Linked DNA regions of Mus musculus: regions 2, 3 and 4 are each linked to region 1. Evidence: chromatin contacts called from public promoter capture Hi-C data. All regions are on one chromosome and are shown on one strand. The core of a region is the stretch at or near the end of the contact, and the rest is flanking DNA. Distances in the headings are between cores, read along the strand shown. Region 1 holds the start of Zfp292 (zinc finger protein 292). Region 2 overlaps Rngtt (RNA guanylyltransferase and 5'-phosphatase). Region 3 overlaps Rngtt (RNA guanylyltransferase and 5'-phosphatase). Region 4 overlaps Rngtt (RNA guanylyltransferase and 5'-phosphatase).

Region 1 (6,260 bases), core at 1,504-4,003:
CTAAGACATGGATTTTGAGGTCTGAGATACTCAAGCCATGCCTAGTGTGACTTGTTCTTCCTGCTGCCTGCAGACTGGGCTGGAGAACTGTTAGTTACAGCTCGAGCACCATGTCTTCCTGCCATGATGATAACGGACTAATCCTCTGAAAATATAAACCAGAAATATTGTCCTTTATAAGAGTTGCTGTGGTCCTGGTGTCTCTTCACAGCAATAAAACCCTAACTAAGGCCGTCTTTCTCCTCATAATTCTCAAGTTTAACAGTCACAGACACTAGATAAAAGCAAAAGGTGCAGATGAATTTATATGGCCGTACTAGAATGCAGATCCAATTTATGATTCCAGTTTCCTTTAAAATTTTATTTTCTATGTAAGAGTGTCATACCTGCATGAGGTCTGTGCACCACTTGCATGTCTGGTTCCAGAAGCAGTTGGCATCCCCTGACACTGAACTCACAGACAGCTGTGAAGCAGCCACCTGGTACAGGGACTACAACCCTGGTCTTCTGGAAAACTAGCAAATGTTCTTAACCACTGAGCCCATCTCTCCAGCTCCTAATCCAGTTTTTTTAGCCACAAGGGTATCATGGCCTGAAGGTAGGAATGACATTACTAGGTACCCCCTCCCCATCCCATTACCAGAGTCTCCGGAATGTGCTCTGCCATCGAGCTACACCCTAGCCCTATGTAATAATTTAAAAAATCATTATTCAGGCATATTTCACTTTGGATCTTTCTCTCCACACCTGCTGCTACACACTTTCCTTCCTGTAAATGAAGTGTGGTGTAACTCATTACTGTTGAATTGTAGAAAAGGTAAGCTTCCTAGCCTTTAGTTATTGTACAGTCCTTGCATTTACTGGTGCATTGGCTAATCACATATTTCTTTTGATAATTTTCATTGGAATCCTAAAATAGCATACATTGATGGAACTTTAATACCTGAACTATATATATAACCTGGGAAAATGAACTGCAAAATTTAAAATCTTAAGCAAGGAGGGTACAGGGCAGCTCATTGGTAGAGTATCTACAGGGACTAGGGCAAGACAAAACAGCTACCTTCATTTGTTTCTTCAACTCTTTTTCACTGTTCAATCCAATAGAGGAAATCCTTAGCCTTACAGTGTGCTCCCCTGGTCTCATGTACATGCAAGCATTAGAGGATTCTGTCTTGTTAATGTGCAGTATTGATGCTGTTTTCTGTAAGGTTGCCTTGTGCTTGTTCATCTTATGTAATGATTTAAAAGCATGCATTACAAAACATTCGCTGGAACAACACAGTATTCAGAGAACATTTTCCACTAAGTGTCCTCCTCCCGTCACCTGTGAGGACTAGAATCACATCTGGCTTTATTATATACATTTCCTGAAAAGGCTACTGGATACGGTAGAAATTATGTTTTTGAGACCCAGCATTACAATGTAGCCCGGGCGGACTGGACCGGGAGACCCTCAGCTCCAGCTTCCTTCGTGCTGCAGTTCTGCTAGAGCCAACCTCCAGGCTGGTTGTTCATTTTAGATAACTATCCTTAGAAAAATACAGTGCAGTCAGAACACAACAGTAAAATGACCAGGTGTGTCAACGCTGTTGTTTGTTTTAAAAGGATTCAGTTGTAAGGCAGACATCTTGCCTCTTAAATAAACAGTAGGTTGTGGGGTGTTTTGTTTTGTTTGTCTATTTGTTCTTGCTGACCTGAAACTGGCAAAATAGTGTAGTCTCTGAACTTCTGATACTCTGGCGTTCACCAGGGAAGGTTGAGATTAAACAGGCAGTTGCGTGCCTTTTGCCTGGTTTATGCAGTGAACGGAGCTAGGCAAGCACTCTGTCAACTGAGTCACACCCCTAGCCCTCAAACACTGGGTTTGTTATTAGTTTGATTATGAAATTTATGGTTAAGCACATTGATTTTCCGACTACCTCTTATTCTACCCCCTACTCCTTTAAATTTGTAAGAACTCATCTGGCATAGGCTGGAGGAGGAAATATTATGTAGCCAGGGATGAACTTTTGAACCTCTCGTCTCCGAGTGCTGAGATTACAACCGTGCACACAACACTCAGCTCTCTTCTCCAATTCTAATGCCAAATACTGTTTTCGTCTTGCAAATAAAATACGGCTTAGAAGGCCACCTGTTTTGCAGCACCAAGAGGAGGGTTGCTACTGGCATTTATTTGACATCCGTGTTCCTTTTTTTACTTTAGCATCCTTAATTGTGTTCTTTCCTTCGACCTACTTTCCCAAACTAAGATTCGGTGTGGATTCTTGTAACGCGTAACGGTAACCAGATTTTAGAAAAGCTTTTGTGCCTTAAAAACCACCGGGTTACAACATTAATCATTTCGGTCTGTTTGAATTCTCTCCACACTATTCTTTTCTTGTGTTCGCTGCTTGATTTCCCAGAATGAGAATTGAACCTCTCATTTTGTTCTGACCCAATTGTTGTGTGTGTGTGCCCTCCAACACCTAGAGCGCTTGTTTCCAGGAGGCGTTCTCGGGTTGGCCCAGAACCAGGGCAATCACCAGCTCTCCACCCTGCCCTGGCCTCCGGCTGTTCCGCAGACCTTGCCCTCGCCCTGGCCCTGGCCCTAGCCGCCGCCGCAGCAGCAGAGGCCTCAGCTTCAGCTCGCTGCAGCACTGCCCCGGCGGTCGCCAGCCCCACACCCGGCCTTTGTACGTGCGCCCAGGCGTGCCAGCGCACCGGGCACGTGACCCCGCCGAACGTGGCATTGTGTTATCACGTGACCCAGGTGCGTACGCGACGGAGCGGGCTGCGAAGATGGCGGACGATGAGGCCGAGCAGGAGCGCCTGAGCGGTGGCGGCTGCGCGGCGGAGCTGCGGCGCCTGGGCGAGCGGCTGCAAGAGCTGGAGCGGCGGCTATGCGAGAGCCGGGAGCCCGCGGTGGAGGCCGCCGCCGCCTACTGCCGCCAGCTGTGCCAGGTGAGCCCCTCCCCCTCCGCGGGCCTCGGCGGCCGGAGCGCGGGCGGTCCGCGTCTTTGTGTTCCGCGGCCAGGCTGGGCCGGACGGCCTCGGGGCTCCGTGCACGCTCCCGGGCTGCGCCGCGGGCGCCGGGCTGCCCGCCGCGCGCCAGTCCCCCTGTCGCCGCCGGCCGTCGCGCGCAGTCGCTCGGCCTTTGTTGTTGGGTTAGGCTGCGACCGGAGGGTCTTTGTTGATGTTCTCGAGCCAATCCCGCCGGACCTGCAAGCTGGGAGTGGCGGCGGCGTCTGCGCTGCGGCCGTTCCTGCTGGCTGCTCTCCGCGGTGCATAGGAGCTGTCACCGTTCCATAGTCAGTCGTCCCTTGGGGGCGGCTTTACCAGTGCCTGTTTCGCCTTTACGTTCCGGAAGAGTACGATTTCCGGCCCCCCCCCCGTGCACCCCCACCCCCACATTTCTTGGGTTCTTTCCTGTTAAGTGTCTTTGGTTGACAAGGGATTTGTGCTTGGGTCAGTTTCAGATCTTCCCATTCTTTTCTTGCCCAAGGACATTGCTTTTCAGCAACGTTTTCTAACTAGGATTTAGAATGTTAGTAACATTCTAAATGTTATCTTATGACAGATATCAGAGTTTGGATCTCCATCTGGTCTTAAGACTCCCCAGTTAACGTGTGCTGACTATGGAGGGAGGGAGAACATTGATTAAACTGCCTAGTTGAGGCCGTTTTTTACATAAAGCATGAAACCTAATGGATGTGTCATGCTTAAGATTTTGTTTTGGAAACACTGAGATTTGAACAATGGTGGAGCATTTTAGGATTTCACAGGGATACTTTCACTTGCCAGCCTCCAGGTGCTGAAATCTATCTTTCTAGGGTATCTGATCACATACAGAAGCAGCCCCATTGCCGTATGCATTTTATGCTCATGCATTGATGGTTCGTTATTTAAAAAAAAAAAATAGGACCAAGGATGACTTGTCTGCAAATATATGCAGTCAGAAAGTTCGTCAGATCTGGAGGCCACATTACAGAGTCATTGTTTTAAACCTTAGTATTAAAGAAACTTTGAAATTTGCTATTTTCTATGCCCTGAAATTGCCCACCATCGTAAGCCTGAGAAATTATTTTAGTAGAATTTACAAATAAGGCTTTCATTTGTTTGTTTGTTGGTTTTTTTTTTTTTTTCCCCTGAAACAGGGTTTCTCAGTGTAGCCTTGGCTGTCCTGGAGCTCACCTTGTAGACTAGGCTGGCCTCGAACTCAGAAATCCCCCTGCCTCTGCCTCCCGGAGTGCTGGGATTAAAGGCCTGCGCCACCACGCCCCCACCACGCCCGGCCAAGATTTCATTTGTAAATGGAGTCCACTTCTGGAGGAGGTGTTTTGAGACAGTCTTTCCATGCTCTCCTTGCTGGCATTAATTTTGGGTAGTCGTCTTACTTCACCATCCCAAATGCTAGGATTACAGATCTGTGCCACCATGAGCAGTTGGGAGCAGACTAAAGTCTACTTTAGTTCGGGATATTAATTCCTTAGTAGAATCCACTGATGATTTAAGGATTGATAATACTGTTAAAATGAAGGCTCATGCGATAAAGAGTATAAGTATAGCTTTCTCTTTCGTTTTTGAGATTGATGCACAAGTATCACTGTGTGTGTGGTTGTGGTTAAGATGGTACTAGGTACAGCATGCTAGGTACATCACCAGGTTTTAAATTCTTCTTGTTTATTGTTTTGTCTTTTTTAAGACAGGAATTGTCTGTGTGTGTGTTGGGGGGGGGGGAAGGGTGGCCCTGGCTGTTCTGTAGACCAGGCTGGACTTGAACTCAGAGATTTACCTGTTCCCCTCTCACCCTCTGCCCCACCATGTGCTGGAATTATAGTCAGGTGCCACTGCCTGGCATTTTAAAGTTACTTCTAATGAATAAAACAGTTAAAAAAAATAACTCGATATTGGTTTTATTAAGTGATAAATCTTAAGGTATATAAATCATTTTTTATTACCTTGCTGATAAAAATCAAATAGTAATGAAGTAATCATTGGTGGTTTTCAAAAATTAGAAATAGTAATTCATACTGAGGGTGTATTGGCTGAGGGGCAAACCCAGTGTCTCTTGGGTTCGAGGCTTGTTCGCTAAAGACTGATTTATGCTCCCTACCCCAATATTATAAATTATAAAAGTGATCTCCAGAGCTCTAATTCTGTATTTGAGAGGCCGAGGAAGGCAGGTCAGAGTTTAAGGCCATCCTGGGCTACATAGTGAGTTCCAGATAATAGCATAAGACAGAAGAGAGAGTGGGGGTTGGGCTCCAACTCAAATATCCTTAGAATTTTGTCTTAGTTAACATGGGATGTAATGTTAGATGTAGGGGGAGCTAGAAATTAAATCCTGTTTTCTAACCTTGGAATTACAGTTCGACCTTTTTATGTCTTTCTCCGGTAGACCTGGGCTGTCCACATGCTTCTAGAAAGCCAGGATAAATAAACGTTTGGCAGTCACTGGACTTGAGCTAATATTCTGTCAGCATTGAGGCTCAGTTTTAAAGTCCTCAATTTTGTGCTTATTTAAAGATTGCTCTGTTATATTTACACTTATTTGTGTCTGTGTGTATCTCTGTGCATGTGCCACAGCATGCAGAGGTGAGAGGGAAGCTTGCAGGAGTTAGTTCTTGTCTTAGTCAGGGTTTCTATTCCTGCACAAACATCATGACCAAGAAGCAAGTTGGGGAGGAAAGGGTTTATTCAGCTTACACTTCCACATTGCTGTTCATCACCAAGGAAGTTAGGACTGGAACTCAAGCAGGTGAGGAAGCAGAGGCCATGGAGGAATGTTACTTACTGGCTTGCTTCCCCTGTCCAGCTTAGCTTGCTTTCTTACAGAACCTAAGACTACCAGCCCAGGCTGGGCAGTGGTGGCACACACCTTTAATCCCAGCACTTGGGAGGCAGAGACAGATGGATTTCTGAGTTTGAGGCTAGCCTGGTCTACAGAGTGAGTTCCAGGACAGCCAGGGCTACACAGAGAAACCCTGTCTGGAAAAACCAAGAAAGGGGAAAAAAAAAGACTACCAGCCCAGGGATGGTACCACCCACAGTGGCCTAGGCCCTTCCTGCTTGATCACTAATTGAGAAAATGCCTTACAGCTGGATCTCATGGAGGCATTTCCTTAAGGGAGGCTCCTTTCTCTGTGATAACTCCAGCTTGTGTTGAGTTGACACACAAAACCAGCCAGTACAATTGACCTCTCGACTTGGCACAAACACATCACTATTAAGCTTCAACTCTTACTTTCTTATTCATCCCCAGATCTAAATAACTTTAA
Region 2 (6,260 bases), core at 2,288-4,787, 1.5 Mb after region 1:
AAAGAGAAAAAAAATAATCTTAAAGAAAAAGTTTTTTTAAGGTCTCAAAAGCCCCCCCCCAGGAAGACTGAAATACAGGACCTTCTATCTATAATTTGCTAGAGCTGACACAGCAGTCAAATCCAGGAAACTTGTAGCTCAGCAACCACTGCACTTTGTCACGTTCCCAAAGAATGAAGAAATGATGTCATCACTTCTGTCACAATTTCCTCTCTATAGCCTAAGCATCTGAGTGTCTAAGGACTACAACTCAGACATGTACATCAATCATCTGGCAAGCCAATCACGGCTTCCTTCTTCCTGTTGCTGCCGTTAGCATCCTTCTAAAATTCCTGCATGATAAGAGTATATACCAGGCCCTTCAAAACAATTATACTTCATTTTGTGCTTTAATGTTTTCTCTTTTTAAAAAAAAATCAGTTAAATTGTGACTCGATCAAGGGCATGAAACATGTCTATCATCATCATCATCTCAAATACACACAAACTCACCTCCCAAATATTACTACTGTACATCAAAATATCTGATAATACAATATCACAATATTGTGCTCAGTGGCTCAGAATGGGCTGTCCAAATAACCATCTTCTAAAACTTCTCAGATGCTGAACATTTTCTTTAAGCTGCATCTCCATATTCTTATAATTGTTACTCAATTTTTTTCAAGAAATATTTTATTGAAAATACCTAATCTACAACAAAATTAAGATATTGCCTCTAACATACTATATTATATAAACATTTTACGAGAAATGTCCTGCATTATATGTTATAAATTCAGAAGCTAAGCCTTTGAGTATCTCCACATGGGATACTTGCAGAATTCTGATCATTTCCACTGCTGTGCTTTAAATAAACTTCCCCACTACTTTGCAAAAGAAATAAACATTTAGGAATGAGCAAATCATGGAACTATGGTATTTCTAAGAAACATAATTAAGAACATGTGAAAAGAGAAGACTGCGTGCACTGGCACACACCTGTAATCCCAGCACTTGGGAGGAGGATGCAGACAGCCCAAGGCCAACCTGGGCTACAGGAGACCCTATGTCAAAATCTTCTAAGCCTAAAAGTAAAAAGTGGGAAATACTTGGTTCTAGTTTATGCACACAGGAAAAAATAAAATGAAACAAAACCAGGTGAGTGAAAACTTGTACAACTTTCCTGTTACACCAAGAGGTCAGTGGCTGGGCTGACAGTGACGGCAGCAGACAATAATTTGAAGGGTGAAGCTGCTCACCACCTCTATGGCTAGCTGCTAAGCATGAAGAGTTCTTTCCAGGCCAGCAGGTCTGCATAATCTAATCTGCCTCCATAACTCTGGTTTGATCTCACTGAATCATGCTGACAAAGACTGAAGCTTGTTTTGTGTCTCTTTTATGCACAGAGATAGAGCTTTCGAAAATTCAGAACAGCTTTTGCTTGGTTTGCAAGGTTATAAGCACTTGGCCGTGGGACAGAGCTATTCTATGACCTTCATTTTCACTTTTCTTTAACATCAATGAAAAATGTTTAATGGGTTACACTACTAGAAATCAACTCCTCTCGGGCAGGAGAGAAGGCTCAGTGGTCTCTTGTTGCTCTTGCAAAAGACCTGAGTTCAGTTGCCCGCACTCGCATCCAGCAGCTTAAACTATTGTAACTCTACTCTAGCTGTGTCCAGCAGCATCGCCATACACACTGTATGCTTACACAGATATGCACACGTAACACATAAGTAATCTCTTTTTAAAAACTGAGTGCTACTTTGTTGATACTGACAGAAAAGTGTCAAGCATAAGACATTCTGCATGGATCATTCTAATAGCTAAAAACAAGTGTCTATAGCACTAAAGAAAACAAAAAGAAAATGATCACATATACGTAGATTCAAAAGGCAACTATGAGGGCCAGATAGCAAGGAATTCTCAATATATAGACACTTTAATTTTATAATTTAAGCAGCAATTATTTTGTTCTAATTATATTCTATATCCTATACCCCCAAGAGTTCACTTTTTATCAGGCAAAGCTAACACACACAAAACTTAAATGTTTTCTACAAAATTCATGAAACAACAAAATCTAATTCTCTATCACATTAGAGTATTTTTTAAATTAAGTTTCCTAAATCCCAAAATATTATTAAAACTGGTCCAAGCAAGCTTACCTGCCAACAAAATTATCAGCAGTAGCTATTTTAAAGCTAGGCTGGAAGCCAGAGACGCTGTACTAAGATGGGCTGCCTATAAAAACCTTTGAATGGGATTGTATAATTAATGCACTCAGTACCCCATTTCTTTACTAATTTCACAGATAACAATTCATTTTGGGAACCAAACTACTACCAAACAAAATTAGAATTTAGCTCCTTAAGAAGATAGAATTAAGAAGAAGAAAAAAACAAAACAGAAAATAGAAATGGAACCCGGTTTTAAAATGCAGAGCTTTTCCAAACTATAGCGCAGGGCTATTTCTCAGAATTACTACACTTTCCAAGCACAAACATCAGCCTTCATACGGGAAAAAAAAAGTTCCACACCAGCACCCGTTCTCTGTTAAATTAAAAAACAAATAAATAAACATGAGATGGTGGTCCTCACACCACCTATTTTTGAGGCTAACACACTAAGAACTTTAATACAGAAAGGAAGGAAGGAAGGAAGGAAGGAAGGAAGGAAGGAAGGAAGGAAGGAAGAAAGAAAGAAAGAAAGAAAGAAAGAAAGAAAGAAAGAAAGAAAGAAAGAAAGAAAGAAAGAAAGAAAAAAGAAAAAATCCGATTTGTTCTCATTGTGGAACTCTTAACTGGTTTGAAGCTTGTTGTGTAGCTCAAGCTGACCTGGACTCTGGGTTCTACCTGCCTCAGCCTAACAAGTGTGTACCCCTGTATCTGGCTATATGGGTAACTTTCTTTTTTTAACAACAGCAACTGCAGTGCACAAAAGAACATGTCAGTATTATCAAAGAAGCTGATTTTCCATAATGTGTACATAACCCACCTGATCGTTGCTAAATGTTTAACCTCCCAACAGACAGTATTCTGAGACATATAATACAATAGCTACCATTACAATTCTACTGTTTTACTAGAGAGACACCAGATTAAAGCTGCTCTTCTGATACCATCTCGTTGAGGTCATAAAATATCAACCCCATGCCAGGAAGTTTTCAACAATGAAACTCTTAATAAATCAATAAAATAAAATATTGAAGAATATCAGCACTTGGAACGCAAAGGTAGAAAGATCTGTGTGCAGAAAACGTTCTATAACAACTACACTGGAGTTCTTAAGCCCCCAGGTTGGCCTTGAATTCAATATATAGCTAAGATTCTACCTGAACCCTTACCCTCCTCCCTTTGCCTCCAGGGGCAGTGATCAGAGGCAAGCAGTAACAGTGGCATTTTTGCTTTCAGGTTTTAAATGTGGAAAATAGTGTGCCTGGCTGACATTTCTGCTCTAAAGCTCCTATGTGAAGCTCCAACACTCCCTTCTGCATATGTCAACTATCATACAACTTCAGGTTGGAATGATCTCCACGCGAAAACTCTGTGTTGCAGCTGGACTGCACAGATAACTGGGATCCTCCTCCTGTGTTGGCCACATTCCACCAGAGCAGGCAGTACAGGACCACACCGAGCGGACAAAAGCAGTAGTCCTTCCAAGTCGAACACTGCTCACTTCCTACCATCTTGGTTGGGAGCATCCGAGCACCAGAGAATCTGAGCTGTGGATGTGCTTGTGTGATGTTTTTAAACGACCATATACTACTTAAAGGACAAAAGAAACCTCTGCGACCAGTTTGCAGTGTCTTGTGAGCAGCAAGGTCATTCTGAATCTTACTCCACTGCATGAAGCCACTGAACTGTGACATCTGTGTGTGCTGCCACACTTAAAATGTCTGGAAATGTTTGTTTTAAGGCTATTGCTGTCATTGTTGTTGGGAGGGCAAGAGGGTAGTTAATCTGAAGCCTTGCTCTTTTGCCTATTTGGAGCTTGCTTTTAGCTCATGAATACAACAAATCTTATTTCCTCAGGCATGTCACAATGCCTGATCTGACAGTTTGCTCTTGCAACAATGCTACTGTACAGTTAGCTCACTCAATAGCCAGTAAAGAGCCTACCATCAAGCACAGCATATGGAAGATTTGGTTCACAGAAGCTTTGGTAAACAGTTTAACTTCAATGTCATGAAAGTCACTCAGTAAGAACTACCCAACTAAATTGTTCTCAGATACTGAGATGTTTGATGATTTAAACTGCTAAATATTTGGTGACTTTGACAAACTAATAAAAATAGTAAGAGAAAGAAGGAACAAAAATATGTCTACTATTTCAACAAACTTCTGGGAAAGAAAAAGTATAAAGGGTCAAGACACACACACAGTGGCAGCAGGCATCTCCACAGGGGGAGCCCAAGATGCAGGCTCAGTATCAACTCAAGGAATGACACAACATGCAGACTGAAAAAGAAACTTAGTTTAAACTAAATTTTCACAACTCAGACATACGCACACATGTAATCAACGGTGACAGAAAAGGAGGGTTCTCTAGCACAACAGCTCTGTCAAGTTCACGTCAGAAGCCCCTGGTCCGAGAGCTTCGAACAGGCTCCCTGCCTCATGGTTCTCTAGTCTGGGTTTTGTTGGGGGAAGGGAAACTACTTAGTATAAGCTGTCCTAGACTTTACAGCAGTGTGGGTCACAGCTCCTCACTGGGAGGTTTGAGTGTACCTGTGGTCACTGCTACAATGAGTACACTTCTTGGAACAGCCCAACTCCAGCAAACAGACAACACATGTGCTAATCAGGCTAGAAGAAAAGCAGTAACCACTCCTGACCTCACGGAGCCCTTTTCTATCTTTGGCTTCACTTTAAAATGCCTTTGTAAGCAATTCACAGATCAAATCCCTAAATCTTTGAAATGTTAAAGTGGTTTCTTGATATTAAAAAAAAAAAAAAAAAAAAGCCAGGCGGTGGTGGCTCACACCTTGAATCCCAGCACTTGTGTGGCAGAGGAGGGCGGATTTCTGAGTTCAAGGCCAGCCTGGTCTACAAAGTGAGTTCCAGGACAGCCAGGGCTACACAGAGAAACCCTGTCTAGAAAAAACAAAAAGAAAACACGGAAGGGCCTGGTGAGATGGCTCAGTGGTTAAGAGCACTGACTGCTCGCCCAGAGGTCCTGAGTTCAATTCCCAGCAAGCACATGGTGGCCCACAACCATCTGTAATGGGATCCAATGCCATCTTTGGGTGTGTCTGAAGACAGCTACAGTGTACTGACATACATACAATAAATAAAGAAATCTTTCTAAAAAAAAAAAAGAAGGAAGGAAGGAAGGAAGGTCGGTCGGTCGGTCGGTCGGTCGGTCGGTCTAGAGAGGCTAAGTGCTCAGTGGTTAAGAGGCACTGGCTGTTCTTCCAGAAAACCCAGATTCAAATCTCAGGACCTACATGGTAGCTCACAACTGTCTGTAACTCTAAGATCTGACACCCTCATATAGACATACATGTAGGCAAAACACCAATGCACATGAAAATTTTTAAAAACTAAATAATTTCTTTAAAAAGATCCCTTCCACTAATCTAAAAATATTTCCAGTAAGAAGAAAAACATTATTTTCACCATTTAATTTCAACCACAACTGGCCATGCTGATATATGCCTATAATCTCAGTACTTGGGAGGTCCCTGGTTCAAGGTCAACCTCTGCTATGCAGCAAGCTCCAGGTTGTCCAGGCTGCCTCTCTCGCTCAATAATAATTAGTATTAATTAATTAACTAATTAATTAGACCACAGAATTGGTTTTTTAGTTTTTTAGGGGCTATAGAGATAGAGCAGTTATAAGCACTTGCTTCTCTTCCAAAGAACTTGAATTAGATCACCAGCACCTATAATTGCTAAAAACTCCAGCTCCAGGGGTTCTAATGCATTCTTCTGGACTCCATGGGCACCTGCACATATGTGACATGCATGCATACACACACACACAGACACACAGATACACACACACACACACACACATTTTTTTTTAATTTATTTAATGTTTTTAAAATCTGTTTACCAGGGCTAGAGATGGCTCAGGAGTTGAAAATACTCACTGTTCTTGCGGAAGACCCACGTTTGATTCCCAGCACCTACACATCAAGAGTTACTTTTTGTAACTCCAGAGATATGGTAACTCACTCTTCTGACCCCTGCTGTACATAGGTGGTACACACAAACACACTGAGGCATACACATATATTCATAAAATAATTTTTAAAAACTGTGTTTACCAAA
Region 3 (6,260 bases), core at 1,320-3,819, 1.5 Mb after region 1:
GACTCCTAATGACACTCTGCTATACCCACAGATCACTGCCTCACTCAGCCCTCATCACAGAAGCTTCCCCTTGCAGTAGATGGGAACACAGAAACTCCACAACTGGGCAATGTGGAGAGATTAAGAGATTTTGGAACACTCAGACAGAAATGGGATATCTTCAACAAACTCCTCTCCTAGGGGTTCAGGGATCCATGTAGAAGAAGAGGCAAAAAGATTTTAAGAAGCCAGAGGAGATGGATGACTCCAAGAAAATAGTGCCCTCCAGACACAACAGGATTGATATACATATGAACTTTCAGAGCCTGGGATAGCACTGCACAGGTTCAAGCCAGACAGAGTTTCAGCAATGAGAGGAGAAAGTGGACACAGGCAAGCATTCCTAGTGAAGAAGCTGTCTGCAATTCACACCTGCTTACAAAGGAAAAAGTGTTTTTCTCCAATGGAGTCTCACTGGGTATATTAACCACACTTCAGCGTTGGCCTTACACCCAGCAGTACATGCTTAACACAAAACAAACTCGATGGTATTTTTGTAGACATTTTATGTCGTATTGCCCTGTTTGGGCACTGTTTATTGTTTTTGATCCAGTCTTTTGTAAGGTTTCTGTTCTGTATGTGAGTTTCTAGTGTTTGTTTTCTAGAGAGAGAAAGAGAAGGAGAGGTGCTGGATAGGGTGGGTAGAGAGGAGAGGAGAATCTGAGAGGACCTGGGAAAGAGGAGAAGCATCATCAGAATATATTATATAAAAACGACTAAAAATTAATTTTAAAATGTTAGCCAAAAATCAAAGTAAATTATGTTTGAATGGGGGAAAAAACAAATAACAATTCTAAAAAAGCCTCAGGTTAAATTTCAGCATTTTATGTTTCCCTACTGGACAAAGTCTTTCTCTTTTTAATAAGCAGTCACTGTTTTAACCATTTAAAAGAAAGTTTTAAAGAGTCAGGCTTATTTAAAATATTCTTACTAAATTAGTAATTGAAAAGCTTGTTTCAAAGAACAAATATATAAATTTGTTTATAAAACTTGGTCTACTGGATAAATAAATAAAACATGATATTGTAAAATACTTTCCTTTTTTTAAAAGATTTATTTATTTTATATATGTGAGTACACTGTCGCTGTATTCAGACACACCAGAAGAGGGCATCAGAACCCATCATAGATAATTGTGAGCCACCATGTGGTTGCTGGGAATTGAACTCAGGACCTCTGGAAGAACAGTCAATGCTCTTAACCACTGAACCGTCTCTCCATCCCTGTAAAATACTTTTAACTATAACAAAAATTCAAAATTAATGTGTCCACCAAATATTAAGAAAAAAAAAAAAACAGATGATTTCCTCAATGAGAGGAGAGAAGGAGTTTACCACACCAAAGACTTCATTTTTATTAAAAGATCAGGATTATATCCAAGTATTTCTAACTCACACCTAGATTATAAAACTTTCTTGATATTTAATATCCGACCTAGTATATTTCTAAGTGATAAAATAATAAATAATTTTGGTCTTAACGAAGTTACAAATGAAAATGTTATATGCTCTCACTGAATCAAGCCATTTTGCTATGGCTGCTTGCTTGCCTTAAACTCTATCTTATTCAAAACAAGAGTTTAAAAGATTCAAGATTCAAGTGTTTTCATTGTAGGTAGGTAGGTAGGTGTGTGTGTGTGTGTATGCGTGTGCGTGTGCGTGTGTGTTTCTCATTCACCACAATTTAAACGAAAAAAAAAATCTAGTTTTTAAATTAAACTACATTTAGTCTTAGCTAGAAATACCAAAGGTTTGAGTTAATGCTTCTCATTCAAATCATACAAAAGACATCCATCTCTAATAACAATATCATGTTTTATGCTTTAAGTACTCATGCTTTTTTTATTTAATTAGTATCCAAAATGCTCTCCAGATAGTCAGGATAAAAATATTAAACAATGTGTATTCCAATAATAGAAGGTGGGGGGGGTGATAATAGTACAGTGACTCCTTCCAAACTCCTGTTTACAACCATTTAAATATTAATAAGATAGGTTATCGACTATAAATAACTGTAAATACAGGGGAAAACATAGCAATCTAGTTTTTAAACCTATGTAAATCTTGGTTATTTTAAATACATGTTTTCATCTGTTAAACCTTTTTACTTCATTAGGCCAATCTGAATTCTTAACTACTCAGTTTTAGATATAATAATCCTTTTTCATATATAAATATTATGTTAGATACAGAGTATGAAAAATTCAAATAGGAACTGGATCATTCTGGCTAATAGTCTGAAAGGATGCATGAGTTTCTTTCTTAATAGCCTTTACCAGTTATTCCTCTCTCCTGAAAACTGATATTCTACCCACTACTCAGTCTCAACTACATCAGATCATAGGAATGAGATTTCCTAGCTACAAGGGACCTTATGATATTTAATACCATTTGGACACCTGCATATACAAAATGTGGTACTTGGAAAGTGCTAATGAAAACTCCTGAAAAAAGCTGTGTCTACACAGACTGATTGGAAACCCAGTAGTAGGAAAAGACTGAAATACCGCAGGTCCAAAGGCTAATTTAGCTTATTTGGGGCTAGCTGTGTGATGGGACAAAGTTCCTCAATCTTCTCTCAGACAGAGCCATCATTAGCTTAACCTGAAATAAACATCCCTCCTTACTCCCCACACAGTAAAAAAGTCCCATGGGAAAGCACCCAGCTCTGTTGTAGAAACTTGGGGCTGAAATGTCTAGCCAATTATGTTTGATGCTCGATTCCTTTACTTCCCCCTACAACTGCCAACAAGGATGAAGTTTTTCCTGTGTTCTTTCCCTTTAAAAGCTCCCAGTAAAATGCATTTGAGGCTACTCTGTGAGAAGTGTTTCTCTTTGGGCAGACATCAGCAGCTTAATGCTGACTCTCAATAAGAACGGATGGTCATGTTGGAGTCTTTGGAGTCACTACCCCTGCAACATTTGGAGGTCCACAACAGTTTGACCAGCACTCAGGTCTCAGCTTGGGCTCCCTTCTAGAGGGTGTACAACATGACATGTTCCAGGATTCTAGGAGAGAACTTAATGCTTGCAGACCCCTCTGACATCTCAGTCTAAATTTTCTTCAGTGAGTCACCTGGTCACCTCCAGAGGTGCCCACCTCTTTTATTGCTTTTGTTTGTTCCTGTCCTATCTGCCTCTGTCTCTTCTGATCGTGTATGTTACTTGTCATTATGAATTAAAATCCAGAAAGTGAAACTGCAGGCACTTCTGCTTGTGAACAGCTCACTCCTTTGGAGTGTTTCCCTCACTATTTCCAGGAGGCAAATAAAGACAGGGAAGCAAACTAAAGGAGTTGATTTTTTGAAAGAACACCTTCCGACCCGACCCTTTATGAATTAAAGCAGCCTTCTTGTGACATTGAATGGTGTCTGTGGGCATATATAATAAAGGCAGATAACGAGCAGTATGACTAGTGATCACAGGAAAGCCTGGCCACCATGGATCAGTTTTCCTCCCTAGATGCTTGGTTAAGTCTATTGCAACAACCTCCTTCATAGGTTAGCTTAAAGCTGGTACCAAGGTTTTGGTAGCTAAACCCCAATGGGAAAAGCAACAACAATTCTATCCAGTGACCCAAAGGAGGAAGACCTACTGTCACACTATGTCCCTGAACAAAGGGAGAGCCCATCACAAGTCTGGACCCCAGAGACCTTTTCCTGTTCTTCTCCTACAAAGGCCTCCCCCAAGTATGTGTCTCCTCCACATTATCCACAATGGCTCCAATTATGTCCTTCCCTAAATCCAGCAGATGTCTCAACTACCATTCCTGATTCCTTTGAGTGCCCTATTCAACCTAGACCCCAGCAGTTGCTGCTATTATTTTCCTCCAGCAAGACCTCTAGACTCAGTTCTTTTGAGCCAAAGGATCCCAGCTAGAAGCCCTACACCCATTTATGATATATGTCCCCTTCTAGACCAGTGACCTGTAAAACTCTAAGTCCCAGAACCCCATTTCTCTGAGAAGCTGTAGGCACTAATCTCTCTCAAGACTGTTTTCTATACCCAGCAGCCCACCTGGGATGATTGCCAAGTTACTGGTCACTCTGTTCAGATTAGAAGGAAGGGATCTTATAAAGCTGGAAGCTAAGAAAGCAGTCCTGTGTCCAGAAGGGGGATCTCTGGCTAATAATGCTTACTGCAATTAGAGCACATTTCTATCCAATCAACCCCATTGGGATCCTAACACTGACCCAAGAAAGGGAGCACTAGAAGCCTACTGCTGGACTTTCAAGCTGGGTTCCAAGCAACAGTGTGGAAGCCCACAAGTAAAGTTGCACAGGAGACCTCCTATCATCCTGCTGTGTTCCTAGAGCATCTTCTAGAGGTTGACCATGCATATATGCCCAATAGAGCCAGAAGCACTGGAGAGTGGGTGGGTGTTCAACATTGTCTTTGTCACTCAGCTGGTCCCAGATATTAGAAAGAATTACAAAAGTTAGAGGGATTTCAAGCTATAGATAGGTCCCAGGTGCTATAGGTAGCCCAAGCGGTGTTTAACAAAGACATACTAGGGCCATAGAGGCAGACCTAAAAGAAAAAACCCAGACAATAAGCCAGTCTAGTGCAGAAGCAGGCCAGAAGACAAGCAGACCACCATCAGAGGAAGACCAATGTCTACTGCAAGAAGAAAAGACACTGGAAAAATGAAGTGGAAAGGTGGCAGGACCCAGGCTCCTATGCTTTAATCCCCCAGGAGCCTAAGGTAATATTGAAAGCTGGAGGCAAAGCAACTGACTTTTTTTATAGACACCAGGTTGACATATTCAGCCCTTCAGAAGCCCCTAGGCCAATTGACCGATCAAAAGATTGCAGTCCAAGGTACAACAGGAAGCCCTGGACCACTACCTATTCCATCTACCTAGTAAAGAAGATAACCCACTTGCTCTTGGTCATGCCTGATCACCCCTACCACTGTTTGGGTTGAAATATTTTACATAAACTGAGAGTCAGCAACAACTTCTCTAACAATGAGAAGCTGATAGACTTTACCCTGCAAAATGTTGGTGTCTTGCCCTCTGTCAAAGGAGTATCTCATAGCTGAAAGTCCTGTCCTCAACCAAAATATACAGTTGGACAATCTCTCAGATTTACAACAAAGATTCCCAAGGATATGAACAACCATACTCCCTTGGACTGGTCCAACACCAAGTTCCTATAATTGTTCGACTAACCAGTTCATCTACCCCTGTCCAGATTAAGCAATACCCACTGACCCTAGGAACAAAAAGTGGAGCTGCAGTCCATATTTCCTAGATTAGAAAGACAGGTATCCTAGCGCCCCGCCAGTCACCCTGCAGTGCACCTCTCAAGCCTGTGAAGAAGCCTGGGACCTCCGACTATAGACCTGTACAAGATCTAAGGAAGTAAATAAGAGGGTCGGGCCAAGACCACTCCATGCACTCCACAGTTCCAAACCCAGATACTCTCATGAATCTGATTCTTTTAAAGAAACAGATGTGCACAGTCTCGGGCCTCACTGGCAGAAGTGAGTCAACTCATCTTTGTTTCTGAGTGAGCAAACCCAGAGGCAGGTTACAGAGGGCAACTTACATGGACCAGGTTACCCAAGGATTTAGAAAATTCTCCAACCCTGTTTGAAGAAGCACTAAGTACTGCCTGCCTGCCTTTCCAGGACCATTTGTAGATGACCTCCTCCTAGCCTCGGAAACAGAATTAGATTTCAAGAGGGCCACTGAGGGACTGCTGTAAGAATTACACTTTGATAGGCTACAAAAACCCAACTTTGTATATTAGAGGCTACCTATCTCCGAAACCAACTAAAAGGAGGCAAAAAGAACCCGACTCAGACTAGGATTGCTGCCATCCTTCACATCCCAACTCCAAAGACAGAGACATGTTCAAGAGTACATAATTGTAGTCAGATATTGCTGCCTCTCAAAACCAGGGTTTGGGAACAACATCAGCACAAAGGGGAGCACCAAGCCCCTAATCTGGACTGAGACTGAAAAAAAAGATGTTTGAGGCTTTAAAAACAGCTCTGACTTTGGCTCCAGCACTATCATTTGCAGAGGTCTCAAAACTGTTTCATCTGTTTATCTATGAAACAAAAAATATTGCAAAAGGGATTTTAACCCAAACTTTGGGGCCACAGAAATGCCCTGGGCATACCTTGGCAGATGACTGGACCCTGCAGCCACAGGTTGGCCTACCTGTCTAAGAGCTGTCATAGCTACCACTATTCTAGTCAAAGAAGAAAGC
Region 4 (6,260 bases), core at 1,325-3,824, 1.4 Mb after region 1:
CTTATTAATATGTAATCTTAAAATAAATACATAAATGGCTACTGTTGTGGCAACTGCTATAAGCACCAAACACCAGAAACTAGGATATTCCTATTCTATGATGCAGCAAGATAATGACCTAAGCAGTCTGGCAAAGAGCCCATAGAATGTCTCTTCTTACCTAAAGTCTATCCAGGCTAGCGGAAACTGATTTGCAGATGTAGGTCTAACCACCTTGTCTTCGATAACCTTGTTAATAAGCTTTAGATAGTGTGATAAACTGAGTCATAAAAGAAACTATAATATTCTAAAATGGTATACACTAAAAAAGCACCAAGAAAGAAGTTACCAGTTTCCTTATGGACTGTGTGATTTAAAGATTTATTTTTATACTAAAAGAGGTTCAATTCAGAAAATATTCTCTTATAAGGTTCAAACTCAGTGGAGATAAAACTGTAAATTCCTAATCTTATAAAAATGTACTAATTGTTATAAACTGTTAAAAATGGTTAAGACATGGACGCTAACAGTCAGAACTATACTTAGTCATGCTAAGTTCAAATGTAATTAATTATAGGAATGACTTTTATTTAGTCTGCTAAAGCTCAAGGTTCTCAAGGTTAAACCTAACACAAGTAAACTTAATAGATGGTCCTCAAACTCTCCAGAGACCTTCTGACTATGGCACTTTAAATGTTTACTTTAAAAGCTTCCCAGTATATGAGAAATTAGAAGGAACTCTAAGGTCTCCAAATAGAGTGGGACACCCGCTATCCCATCTAGGTTGTAGTAACAGTAATCACTGAGAAAAACTTCCTTATGTCTTTCTTACCTGTTACCAGGAATCTGCACAAGGCTGTGAATACTGTTGGGTTGACTGCTCTACTCTGCTTGGTCAAAGAAAGGCCAGCCTCTCAAGTTCCTACAGGAAAATCTCTAGGACCTGGACCTGGGTCTGGCAGCCAAAGGCCAATACTGCTCTGCTGTGTGGTTCAAGATCAAATGTTGTCCTGTACGACAGGTGAATACTGACTATTGCCACCAATCAAGCCACTGAGACCACATTAGCCTAAGGCCACCAACTAGGTGAGTATGTCTCTGCAATTTAATTGATACATAGGCCATTTGGATTATACTTCCTACTAAAATTTATCCTTCTCAGACCTCTGATGGCATTTAAGGCAAGGAAAAATGTAGATTTATCAGTTTAACAGCAGCAGGCAATCAGCTCCTTCCTAGAGGCTGAAGCTACCTTCCTTGTAAGTTCATTTCATATGTAACAATCAGGCTTTGCTTTTTCCTAGAGCTACTAGATCTTCTGCTGAGAAAGGCAGACAGGTTTGCCTTGCTAGCAGACTTTATAGTAAAGACTAAACAAGTTTCAAAAGTAATTTTTTTTACTATTCCTTTATTTAAAAGAACTTGCTTTGCAATGACTGCTCTCAATAATAATTACTTGTGTCTCGGATAAACAACTAGATGAAATTAAAAGGCTTTACATATATTTAAGTTCTGAGGCCCTAAGAAAGTGTTATAAGGCATGTAAAGGTCTGAGGACGTCAAAGTGTAAGTAATTCTGAGTGTCTAAGAAACTGTTTTAAGGTATGTAATACAAGTTGTAGAAGCATAAGAAAGACTTAAGTAATAAGAATGTTTCAGATTTCCTCCCTCCTCTTTATGCTATTGTTATATTAAGGTTTCTAAATGTCAGAGTTTTAGCCTTGATCAGTGAAGTTTGGTAAGCTGGTAAGCACTACTACTACTATCAATCACAAGCTCAAGATTTCACTTTTCCTTTTGTTACCTTCAAAGTACAGACTTAAAAGAGCTTCTCCAGGGCTGGAGAGATGGTGCAGTGGTTAAGAGCACTCACTGACTGCTTTTCCAAGAGGTCCTGAGTTCAATTCCCAGCAACCCCATGGTGGCTCACACCATCTGTAATGGGGATCTGATGCCCTCTTCTGACGTGTCTGAAGACAGAGACAGTGTACTTACATACATGAAATAAATAAATAAATAAATCTTTTAAAAAGTGCTTCTCCTCAAGCTAAAAACACCTCTGTCCAATCCATACAAATCCAACTCTCTGGACAGAGAAAGGAATTTCCATGCTTTTTAAGTCAGGACATAGCTTTTGCTATGACACAAAGGCACGAGTCTACTCCAGCTGTTTTACAGAGACACCTGTTAGCTGCTTTCTCCACACTGTAGATTTTAGTACAGGTTACAAACAGTGGTAATGCTATTATAGCTAGAACTTTTATTTCTTTGTAAACTAAAAAATGTATGTAAGCTTCAAGGAGTTGAGGAAACCATACAAGTTGGAACCACCTCTCACAGGTCAAACAGACTCCAGATAAGTACAGGCTAAGTTTCCTACCTTCCCTACCTGCTCGCTCCTGGGGGGGTGATTGTGCAAGCCTCCCCTCCTTGGGACACCTCCCTCCTCCAACTACAAGGACTATCGGCCTGAAAGTTCCAAATGTAAGACTTTCCTTTATATTCCTAAACTAACTTCTGTGCCCAGTCTATATCCATCTCAGCAGATTTCCACTTGGCTGACAGACACCATGCAGAAAACAGCTGCTGACCACAAACTGTTCCACATGGATGCCAGGATGTATGCCTGCCCCAACTGGGCAAAGGCAGGAAGAACAAGGGCATGTCTAATCGTGGAACTAACAGTTTGTAGCCATTCTACGGTAATTCCTGAGTATAGACCTGACCAGTATCTGTCACCCTGGCCAGCATTTAATAAAGCTTACTTCAAATTTGGCTCAAAAATTTATGGTAGTGGTCTTACTCTTAACCAGTGGGATTAACAAAACATTAACAAAGTTACAATAACAAATAAAAAGAAAAAGTTCAAATCTTCCCTTTTATTGCTGCCTTGCTATTTTTTTTTCCATTGCCCTCCCTCTCTGGTGTGTATTTAATGTGTATGTGGGGCAGGAGAGACACACACGTTCAAATATGGAAGTATGCTCTCCTATGTGCCATAGCACACATATGAAGGTAGAGGTGTCACTTTCCACACATGGTGCCTATGTTTGCAGTTGAGTACTCTGCCTCTCATCTCGCCATGAGCACTGGATTATACACAACCTAGCATACCCAGCTTTCTGTGGTGCTGCAGATCCAAACTCAGGGCCCTCACACTCACACAGGAAGTGTTTCACCTGCTGAGTCATCTCCCAGCCCCATTTTTTCTTTCATTTCTTACAACAATGCTAACTAGAATTACTCACCTCTTACAAATGATTTCACTATTTATGTGTCTAGGTACCCACAGAGGCCAGAAGAGAGGCTGGATCTGCTGCAGCCAGAGGCATAGCTAGTTACGAGCTGCCCGAGTGCTAGGAACCACACTCTAGTCCTCTGCAATCTCTCAAGCCCACTTGATCAATTCTTAACTAATATTGTTATGGAAACAGTTTTGACAAAAGACTGAATGCTCCCTTCAGGATAGGAAGATGTCCAAGGATATCTGCTCTAAACATTACTGTTCAGCTTGGCGTTATAGACTGCAGTCAGAACAATGAAGACACTGCAGTGAAATGCACCCAAGATCAGACAAGGATAGCCTTTTTCAGTGGATCACATAATTACGTAGAGAAATGCTATAAAATCTACAAAAATCACTATAAGAACCAATAATTGACTGTAATAATACTATAGAATTCAAAGTCAACATGTTTAAAATCATCTTTTGTACATTAGCAATAAACATTCAGAAACTGAAATAAAAATACTTTTATAATAGTATCAAAAATATAAAATACAGATGCTTATGCATTGTAAAACTATGCAAGATCACCAAAACAAGAAAATATCACTGGGAGACATTAAAGCTGGATTAAATAGAGAGATGCATCTTGCTTGGTGAACTAAATGACCCTATATTATTAAAATCTACCTGCCTTTCTTCCTCTCCTGGGAAGCAAATCCAGCAACTCATATCACAATACTGTTAAAATTTCAATTTTATTCAAATCTATCTATAGAGTCAACATAATCCAAACAGAATCCAAATAAGCCCTTTTTATACAAATTGATGAAATAATTTTTAAAAATATGAAAATGAAAGAAAACTAGATTGACCAAACATACATTAAAAAAAAAGAACAAAACAGAAGGATTTATACAATTTGATTTTGGAACTTACTATAAAACTACAATAATCCATAAAGTATGGTTCTGGTGGAAGGTCAATGGTACAGACCTATGTATCTACCCTTGAAAAATATAGGATAAGCCGGGCGTGGTAGCGCACGCCTTTAATCCCAGCACTCGGGAGGCAGAGGCAGGCAGATTTCTGAGTTCGAGGCCAGCCTGGTCTACAAAGTGAGTTCCAGGACAGCCAGGACTACACAGAGAAACCCTGTCTCAAAAACACCAAAAAAAAAAAAAAAAAAAAAAAAAAAAAAAAAAAAAAAAGAAGAAGAAAAATATAGGATAGCCTACTGAAAACTATATACAAATGGTAACAAGTAGTGCCTAGCACACACAAGTCACTTGGTTCAATTTCCAACATGATCACACAAAGAAAAGTAGTAATTATAAGTGCAAGAGATGAATTTCAAAATAATCATGCTAAGTTAAAGATAGAAACATAAGAGAATGGGATAAAATGTGTGACTCCACTCATGTAAATTCCTCTACAATACAAGTTAGTTTACAGAAAATATGGTACACTTACACAATGGTGTACTACTCAGCTATTAAAAACAATGAATTCATGAAATTCTTAGACAAATGGATGGAACTAGAAAATATCCTGAGTTAGGTAACCCAATCACAAAAGAACACACATGGTATGCACTCTGTGATAAGTGGCTATTAACCCAGAAGTTCAGAATACCCAAGATACAATTTACAGACCACATGAAGCTCAAGAAGGAAAACCAAAGTGTGGATACTTCAATTCTTCTTAGAAGGGGGATCAAAATACCCATGGGAGGAGATACAAAGACAGTTTGGAGCAGAAACTGAAGGAAAGGCCATGCAGAGACTGCCCCACCTGTGGATCCATCCCATGTACAATTACCAAACCCAGACACTACCGTGGATGCCAACAAGTGCTTGCTGACAGGAGCCTGATATAGTTGTCTCCTGAGAGGCTCTGCCAGAGCCTGACAAATATAGAGACACATTCTCACAGCTAAACATTGGACTTGGCATAGGGTCCCCAATGGAGGAGCTAGAGAAAGGACCCAAGGAGCTGAAGAGGTTTACAGCCCCATAGGAGGAACAACAATATGAACTAACCAGTACCCACAGAGTTCTCAGGGACTAAACCACCAACCAAAGAGTACAAATGAAGGTACCCATGGGTCCAGCTGCATGTGTAGCAGATGATGGCCTTGTGAGACATCAATGAGAGGAGAGGCCCTTGCCCTTGTGAAGGATCTATGCCCCAGTGTAGCAGAATGCCAGGACAGGGAAGCAGGAGTGGGTGGGTTAGTGAGCGGGGGAGGAGGGATGGGAGAGGGAGGTTTTCGGAGGGAAAAGGAGGAAAGGGGATAACATTTGAAATGTAAATAAAGAAAATATCTAATAAAAACAAAACAAAACCCAAAACAAATTAGTTTAGTAGTTTCTAAGGGACAAGATGACAAAAAGAAGAGCATAAAGAAAAAAGTTCCAAATGATTTCAGTATCTTTTTTCAAGTGATAGATATATTTCATTATCTTAAGAGCTTTTACATAAGTAAATATCAAGCTTTTATCAAACTGGATGTCTAATTACAGTATACTGATGTAAATCATTCCCCAATAAAGGAGAGCACATATTCTAAAAATACTGTTGAAAGTCAACTCTAGAATGATCAGAGTTTTAAACACTGGGTCTAAAATTGCTTAACAATTTTTGCAGAAGACATTAGCAAAACCCATCCATGAAATTATTCCTTCACATTCACAACATCTTTTATGAGGCTGGTCGCTTTACTAAACAGTGGGTTCCAGATAAGTAAACACCAAAGAAAAACACACAGAAAATGAACAATCATACCTTGATTTGTGCAAAGGGTCTTTCATAACCTCCAACATAGAGAAGGCCAACATTCTGTGGAAGCAACCTACAAGGTGGGAAAAAAATAAAAAAAAAAAAACTTATTTATATAGTACTCTGCCTTTAAAGCAAGAATGCATAATAATAAAAAGTGGGAAAACTGGAGTGATAACTTCATCAGTAAAGTGTTTGCTGCACAAACATGAAGACCTGAGTTGGATTCCCCACGATCCATGTGAAAAAGCCAGATGTGGTGGCAACAGCTTGT

The links. Promoter capture Hi-C pulls out the DNA fragments that hold promoters and counts their contacts.
Region 2: a contact with region 1 is called in a promoter capture Hi-C map of the 3T3-L1 cell line, with 7 times the contacts expected there. The contact joins the enhancer-like site here to the promoter of Zfp292 in region 1. A contact is called at or near these places in 14 of 39 promoter capture datasets (the 3T3-L1 cell line, 3T3-L1-derived adipocytes, the C10 cell line and 9 more) and 1 of 115 datasets of contacts at active chromatin or transcription factors (embryonic stem cells).
Region 3: a promoter capture Hi-C map of liver shows a contact between it and region 1, with 3 times the contacts expected there. The contact joins the enhancer-like site here to the promoter of Zfp292 in region 1. A contact is called at or near these places in 12 of 39 promoter capture datasets (the 3T3-L1 cell line, 3T3-L1-derived adipocytes, the C10 cell line and 7 more) and 1 of 115 datasets of contacts at active chromatin or transcription factors (pro-B cells).
Region 4: a contact with region 1 is called in a promoter capture Hi-C map of the HPC-7 cell line, with 4 times the contacts expected there. The contact joins the enhancer-like site here to the promoter of Zfp292 in region 1. A contact is called at or near these places in 3 of 39 promoter capture datasets (the HPC-7 cell line, the SN4741 cell line and pre-B cells) and 1 of 115 datasets of contacts at active chromatin or transcription factors (large pre-B cells).

What each region holds. Positions count from the first base shown.
Region 1 is chr4:34,879,441-34,885,700 of GRCm38.p6, reverse strand. Zfp292 (zinc finger protein 292) reads left to right here and starts at 2,753. Exons shown (of 8, transcript NM_013889.2): 1 at 2,753-2,943. The coding sequence starts at 2,782.
Region 2 is chr4:33,341,203-33,347,462 of GRCm38.p6, reverse strand. The region is part of intron 8 of Rngtt (RNA guanylyltransferase and 5'-phosphatase); the gene reads right to left. Among named protein-coding and RNA genes, the nearest start is that of Rngtt, 34 kb to the right of the region's middle. Within about 2 kb of position 3,537, at least 27 of the 459 cell types and tissues checked have an H3K27ac peak or open chromatin away from gene starts, as enhancers often do. A contact at or near this core is called in 3T3-L1-derived adipocytes, where this site is marked.
Region 3 is chr4:33,380,755-33,387,014 of GRCm38.p6, reverse strand. All of the region lies in intron 12 of Rngtt (RNA guanylyltransferase and 5'-phosphatase), which reads right to left. Among named protein-coding and RNA genes, the nearest start is that of Mir8118, 54 kb to the left of the region's middle. Within about 2 kb of position 2,569, at least 6 of the 459 cell types and tissues checked have an H3K27ac peak or open chromatin away from gene starts, as enhancers often do. A contact at or near this core is called in liver, where this site is marked.
Region 4 is chr4:33,443,400-33,449,659 of GRCm38.p6, reverse strand. It overlaps Rngtt (RNA guanylyltransferase and 5'-phosphatase), which reads right to left. Exons shown (of 16, transcript NM_011884.3): 14 at 5,993-6,059. Among named protein-coding and RNA genes, the nearest start is that of Mir8118, 8.4 kb to the right of the region's middle. Within about 2 kb of position 2,574, at least 40 of the 459 cell types and tissues checked have an H3K27ac peak or open chromatin away from gene starts, as enhancers often do. A contact at or near this core is called in the HPC-7 cell line and pre-B cells, where this site is marked.